Regions from separate parts of the Macaca mulatta genome. Here region 2 is linked to region 1. Evidence: chromatin contacts called from public Hi-C data. All regions are on one chromosome and are shown on one strand. Each heading gives the region's core, a stretch centred on a gene start, on an enhancer-like site or on the middle of the called end of the contact. The rest is flanking DNA. Distances are from core to core; before and after follow the strand shown.

The links. A called contact is a pair of places that touch in the nucleus more often than the background predicts.
Region 2: a Hi-C map of fetal cortex germinal zone shows a contact between it and region 1, with 5 times the contacts expected there. The contact joins the enhancer-like site here to the promoter of TMEM242 in region 1. A contact is called at or near these places in 7 of 14 Hi-C or Micro-C datasets (blood, cortical neurons, fetal cortex germinal zone and 4 more).

The regions. Positions count from the first base shown.
Region 1 is chr4:76,186,312-76,189,885 of T2T-MMU8v2.0, forward strand. TMEM242 (transmembrane protein 242) reads right to left here and starts at 1,981. Exons shown (of 4, transcript XM_015137063.3): 1 at 1,879-1,981; 2 at 1,174-1,274. The coding sequence starts at 1,966.
Region 2 is chr4:76,534,274-76,537,847 of T2T-MMU8v2.0, forward strand. The region is part of intron 8 of ZDHHC14 (zinc finger DHHC-type palmitoyltransferase 14); the gene reads left to right. Among named protein-coding and RNA genes, the nearest start is that of SNX9, 150 kb to the right of the region's middle. Within about 2 kb of position 1,773, at least 5 of the 40 cell types and tissues checked have an H3K27ac peak or open chromatin away from gene starts, as enhancers often do.

The DNA of each region.
Region 1 (3,574 bases), core at 731-3,230:
GTACAAGCATCTTACTATCATTATGAAAATAGTTCTGACTTCATGGACCCAAGGATCAAGGATCAGCAGGGTTCTGTGGACCACAGTTTGAAAACTACTGTTAGACCCTGAAGGGCATTTGTGATGATTAAATCTCAGAACAACAAAATAGGATGGAAAGTTGTGAATATGTGTACGTGCTCCCCCCAGCCCCAGAGAATCCCTAGTTTTTATCAGATTATTAAAATGATCAGTGAGCCAAGGATTAACATAACTCAGATTTAGAAATCAACCAAAACTCTACTGTTAAGGCACTACTCTGATTTCCACCACAAAATATATTTCTGCTCTGAAAACATTCTATAACATAGGGAGAAAGACCCACAAGGTTCATAGCAGTGATTTAGGAAGCTCCATATAAGTATTCAGAGGGGATCCAAGCACACTTTAAATGTGGTCTCTTGCCATTATGGTATCAATAAGACTTAAGTATGACTATTAAACATAAATGTAAGTTGGAAAGGAAACTTTTTATGATGTTTTACATAACACTTTTCCTCCATAGCACACATCGAATTGTAATTACACAGTTATTTGTGTGAATATTTATTTATTTTTGAGACAGAGTCTCACTCTGTCACCCAGGCTGAAGTGCAGTGGTGCGATCTGGGCTCACTACAACCTCCGCCTCCTGGGTTCAACTGATTCTCCTGCCTCAGCCTCCCGAGTAGCTGGGAGTACAGGAGTGCACCACCACGGCAGGCTACCCAGCTAATTTCTGTATTTTTAGTAGAGATGGGTTTTCGCCACCTTGGCCAGGCTGGTCTCAAACTCCTGACCTCAGGTGATCCACCCCTCTGGGCTTCCCAAAGTGCTGGGATTACTGGTGTGAGCCGCAACACCTGGCCCAAATTTAGATTTAAAGTCATGTTGTGAATAGGAAATGTACCAGACAAGCTTTCAAAGTCTTGTTCTGCTAAAATTTAAGAGAGCACATAAGCACATCTTTCTAAATGAAAATAAAGACCGTTGGTTAATTTGTACATTTCTAGAATCCATAAGGGTATACAAATTCACATCTTAAAGCAATGTGGAAAGCCATCAATATTTTCTTTACTTTTTCTATGCAAAAGCTGCTGTATATTGTAAACAATAACAATAACGATGCTATGAATGGATTTCAGTGTCACCAACCTTATTGAACCATTCAGGGCTTTTCTTTTTAGCCAATGATAATGTTGTAATAAATCCAGCTAGCATTCCCGCTGCAGCAACAGTACCAAGAAAAATTCCACCTGCCAAGAGTTTCAGGGAGGAGGGGGGATATTTCAAAAATTAAATAAAAAGAGGTTAAAAAGACGTACAAAAGTAAGTTTAAGATACTATTCGAGTTACAATCAAAATCACTTTTGAAATTCAAGAAACCATGGCTAAGCAGCTCTTGCTAACAGTAAATGCCAGTGACTGAGAAACTTGCGTGACCTCACGACCTCTGGTTCCTTGAGTCATTCCGAGTTATTATTCCCGAACGCAGAGAATAGCTTCCCTTCCCCCTCTCCCCTGGGACCACGGCGTGAAGTTTCTCACGGGGAGATAGAGACGATGGCAATCAGAAAAGGCAAGGCTCGAGAACAGCTGCAGAGGTGATGGGGAAATATGGCAGGCCCAGGAGAATAGTTGGCGGGATCTGCCCCCCGCCCCGCCCCGCCCAAGGGGAGACTCCACCCAGCAAGCTACCTACCTGCCCTGGGGCCGCGAGACTCCGCGGGCTAAACTCAGGAGCAAGCCCAAGCTAAGGGCTCTCAGAGCGGGATGTGTGTGTGAATACCCGCTCCAGCGCAAGCCAGGGGCCGGGGTTAGCTCGCCCCGATGCGCGCACCTCACCACAGCACACCTTACCTTTAACCAGGAAAAGCCGGTCATCCGTGGACCCCGGAGCCTCCAGCCCAGAGGCCGGCTGCCCAGTTCCAGCGCCCGCTGTCTCCATGCTTAGGTCGCCTCTAGTGCGTCCGTCCCCAACTGGGCACGGGTGGAAGCGAGAGCGAGGCGGAGGAGAAAGGTTCCGCTGCCGCCTCCTCCTGTGCACTCCTCCTGTGCAATCTGAAGAAGGGTCCGGAGTGCGGCCGCTGTCCCCAAACCCTCCTCCCGCGCCCGGGCGGGGAAGACGTGCTGTGCCCAGCGCCGAGGGCGATGCCCTCCAAGGCCGACTCGTAGGGAGGATCACTTGATTTCTCCAAGGAGATCATTGCTGGACTTAAGTGATTACTTTGGCTGTTTGAAAGAACGCTCAGCAGTGAGGGTCGCAGATCGCCCCAGGATTCCAGGCCTCGCCTGCTGTGAGACCTTGGAGCTCATTTTCTGATCAAGCTTACACTGTGTCCAACGATTTGGCCAGCGCTAACACTCCACGATTCTAAAACGCAGGCCTTGGTCTTCTGTCTGAACTTTTCTAGGTAACTTCCTAACAGTGGTGAGGAAAGGTGTAAGTGACAGGCTTTCTTTCTGGAGGAGAGCCAGCCACCGGGCTCTGCGGTGACGGGTCCCCTCGCCACGGTGTGAGTGCTTGGCCTCCCTCGGGAAGTGGAACACTTACAGGATGACCGAATGAAGGTACCACCCCCGAGAGGAGAGCGAGGCCCGCTCGAAGGGCTTGCAGAGCTGCCGGGAACGTTGACAGCTAGCAGCTTTGGTCTTCTGCTGGGAGGCTGGTTTGCCCATTCTGTAAATGGCCATGGACAGGAGGAGGCTAGTGGTGATAGAAAATCTTTTCAGCCTCTCAGAGAACAATGACATCTTGTAAAATAAGGCGGTCTCTGCCATTTGTCCTGCCCCCCAGCACTGGAGGGCATGAGCTTCCTGAGGATGGAGATGGGACTCTATGTTCAGTTTATATCCCCCAGCTTTCAGGTATTACCTGGTTACCAACAACAAATGCATGTTGGATGGATGAGTAAATGAATGCATCTGTTTTTGCATCAGTGAAGTGCAGTTAATAACTCAAACCTGGGCTCGGGTCCTTAAACCGCTTCTCAGGTGTGTGAACTTGGGGTAACTTAGCCCCTCTAGACCTCAGTTTCCTCACCTGTAAAATTTAAAAACTGATAGTAGGCCAGGCGCAGTGGTTCACGCCTGTAATCCTAGCACTTTGAGAGGCTGAGGCAGGTGGATCACCTGAGGTCAGAAGTTCGAGATCAGCCTGGTCAACATGGTGAAACCCCCGTTTCTACTAAAAGTACAAAAATTAGCGGGGCCTAATGGTGTGGGCCTGTAATCCCAGCTACTTGGAAGGCTGAGGCAGGAGAATCGCTTGAACCTGGGAGGGAGAGTTTGCAGTGAGTCGAGATCGAGCCATTGCACTCCAGCCTGGGTGACAAGAGCGAAACTCTGCCCTCCATCCCCAGCCTCCAAAAAAAAAAAAAAATTGATAGTACCTAACTCAGGATTGCTATGAGAATTAAATGAAGCGACATCTATAAAGAAGTTAGCACAGTGCCTGGCACACATAAATATTCAATACATGTTACCTCTAACTATTACCACCTGTGATTCCAGTAGCTATTTTGCTGCATTGCCTATGGGGATTTTTTAAAAATGA
Region 2 (3,574 bases), core at 523-3,022, 350 kb after region 1:
TCACCTCAGCAGGAAAGCTGGGGAGGGCACAGACAGTAGGCTCATGGTTGATATGAAAGCCTTCCCTCTATCAGGGGAAACACCCATAGCTAGACTTAAAAAGACAGTCATCTTTTAAGATGTTTAAACAAATCTGCGTAGAAGAGGTGCTTATCATCGGGTAAGTCAGGGTTCCAAAGAGTCATTTGGAAAACATTTCTGAGTGACTTCCATATAGATTTTTTAAATTAAATGGCTTACAGGCTGGGCACGGTGGCTCACACCTGTCATCTCAGCACTTCGGGAGGTCTGCGGATCACTTGAGGTCAGGAGTTCAAGACCAGCCTGGCCAACGTGGTAAAACCCCATCTCCACTAAAAAAAAAAAAAAAAATACAAAAATTAGCCAGGCATGGTGGTGCATGCCTGTAATCCCAGCTTCTCGGAAGGCTGAGGTAGGAGAATTGCTTGAACCTGGGAGGCAGAGGCTGCAGTGAGCCAAGATCGTGCCACTGCACTCCAGCCTGGGTGACAGAGTGAGGCTCCATCTCACAAAAACAAAACACAAAAAAATTAAACGGCTTAGGCTAAACTTTTTCTTTCACAAATATTATTTCACACCTTCTTCAAGTCCTTAAGCCTTTGACAAACTCAAGAGCATTTCCAACAAGGTCCTGGCCAGTGAGGCCCACACAGTGTTTACTCCAGTTCTTAACGAGTCGTAGGTAGAGCATGGCAAAGTGCCAATAGGTATGGCTGGAGTGGGCCAGGATTGGAGCAGTCTGAACCATGCCATGGGAGACCCCCTTTAAGAAAAAGCAAATCTCCATGAGATATGCTTTTTCTTAAGTATGCAGAGAACGAGGCCTTGGAAAGAGGCTGTGTAAGTAAAGGAGCCTGAAGCATCATTAGGTTCCCAGTAAAGCCACCTCTAGGGCTGTTATCTGTGTTTTAAGTTAGCAAAGGATGTTTGCAAATAGAAGTCTCCAAAGTGCACCCAACTCTGCATCAACCCCAACAGGGAACACAAGCTCTCAGGAGCTTAACCAACCGCTGCTGACAACCACCTTCTCCGAGAAGGTTCTCACGGGTGTGCAGGAGCTCTTTGCAGGCTTAGGTGGCAGAGAGGTGATCAGGGGAGAGGAAAAGGGCCAGTAGCTGATGGGGTAGTGCAGAGTAGAAGAATGGACAAGAGAGGGGGAAAAAGACAGAAAGTGGAAGAGAGCCCACCTCTCCCCAGAGAGGGAGGGTGAAATAAACACAGGGATGAGGAGAGCCCACCTCTTCCCAGAGAGGGAGGGTGAAATAAACACAGGGATGAGGAGAGCCCACCTCTTCCCAGAGAGGGAGGGTGAAATAAACACAGGGATGAGGGGAGCCCACCTCTTCCCAGAGGGAAGGTGAAAGAGACAGAGTTGGGAGGAGAGGAGCCCTCGTCTGCCCTCAGGCTCCTACTGTGTGACCTTGACCATCGCCTCTAGCTCCACCCTCAAACATATTTTTCTGTGAGTCTGTGAGAGTCAGTCAGAAGTACTTGGGCTGATCCCTAAAACAGAATATGCCAATTAGTCTTCAGTGGAAAAGACTTTCTTCAGGTCAACAGAGACAAGCAAATCTAATTTGCAATTTCCTTATTCCTGAGAGCCGGGGGGTATTGTGTGGACAGAAAGCATTAGGATGAGTGAGGGCTCCAGAGGGGAAGCTTGAAAACGAGATGCCTTGGTCCAGCAAGAGCGCTGGCTCGCCAGCCGAACTCTCTGAAGCGGCAGCTCAGTCCTGGGCTCATTCCCAGGCCCGGCCTGCTGGAGGCTGTGCGCAGTTACAGGAAATGGGAGTGCCGCTGTGGCTCAGCTGCCTCTGTCAGGAAGAATACGAAACGGTGATGTTCATAAAACATTCTTTGCAAAGCTCAGTCTATCCAAACCCTGGTATAGTTTCCAGAAGGTGAATGTTTAATCAGTGAGGCTGGTCTGCCTCCACCTCTGCCCTGTCAAGACTGAGCCCATGTTCTGAGCAGAGCTGACAGCATGGGAGAGTGCAAGCAGCCTACACAGGCCACAGCTCTCTGCAGCCTGACAGCCTCCTGCTCAGTAGCCCCCACCAGAAGGGACCTGCACCCTGAGCTGAAATTCCCTGCAAGACAGAGAAAGCGACTCTGTTGCCCACCTGACAGCTTGGAGAAGCACCGCTGTGGCACAGATGATTCTGGTGATGAGTAGAAAAATGAGTGCATTAAAGGATTGTTAACACTTCACAGTCAGCCCCTTCCAAGTACTTTTTATTTATTTATTTATTTAGAGACAGGGTCTTGCTCTATCGCCCAGGCTGGAGTACAGTGGCACGATCTCAGCTCACTGGAACCTCTGCCTCCTGGGCTCAAGTGATTCTCCTGCCTCAGCCTCCTGAGCAGCTGGGACTACATTTGTGTGCCACCATGCCCAGCTAATTTTTGTATTTTTTTGTAGAGATGAGGTTTTGCCATGTTGCCCAGGCTGGTCTCGAACTCCTGAGCTCAGGTGATCCTGCCTGCCTTAGCCTCCCAAAGTGCTGGGATGATAGGCGTGAGCCACCGCGCCCAGCCCGCCTCCCAAGTAGTTTCTAATGGCCTTTCCTTTCCTCTGAATAACCCCACTCCCCTCCGCTCCCCTGGACCCCACTTTGACACCTTTCTTTCTCAGGCTTTACCCAGCTTCTCAGTGTTTTGCAATTTCACTACCCGGGTTGAAGCCACAGAAAAGCAAGGATCTTCCGTGAGACTTGCTTGCCCTCTTCATAACTCCACTATGAGCTTTACTCTTGCCTAGGACCTAGTCTTTGAGCATCTAAAACCTGCAGATTTCTGAAGACTGCAGCCCCTCAACCTGCTCTTCTAGGCTGGAGGGTGGCTCAGGGGTGGCCTGCCTACTACTTGTGATTTTAGAAAGAAACCCATGAGGAAGGGAAGGAAGCGTGCACTGCACGAAATAAGCACCTTGGGATCGGCTTCGGCTGAACTTCCTCCCTCCAGTCGAGGCTGTATTGTGCATGTTGGCCCTGCACGGCTCCGGCTGCAGGGGTATGAGCAATGGCAGTTCTGGGCATGTCTCTTATCAGGAAGAGGTTGGCACACCTAAATCACAAAGCCATTGGTGAGTAGTTCTTAAGTAACTCTAGCCTTCTGATAAAGAGGAGGCGATGAAAGACCAAATAACATTTATTAAGCATCTGCTGTGTCAAATGCCTAATAGTGGAAAGAGGTCTACCCCAGCTTCAAATCCTGGATCCATCCCTTACTTTCATCTGTAAGGTCTTGATCGTGCTGCCCAACCCATCCGTGTCCCAGGGTCTTCATTTGTGAAGAGGGGAAGCAAGCTCGTTGTAAGAACTCTGCAGAAGTGGAGCGGAGCAGCCAGTTTCAAGCTTGGGCACAGAGTCCCAAGTTGCTCCCCTAATATCCATGCCTATTCCTCCTCCTTCCCATCGAAACACTGCTCCTGAATCTCACTGAGAAGGTGCTGCACAGGCTTAAGTTGAAGGTGTCCAAGTCCCGTTAAGTATCTTCTAGCTGTTCTGAAAGTTGCCCATAGTTCAAGGAGAGGGTCTGCAGAGCTATCGGG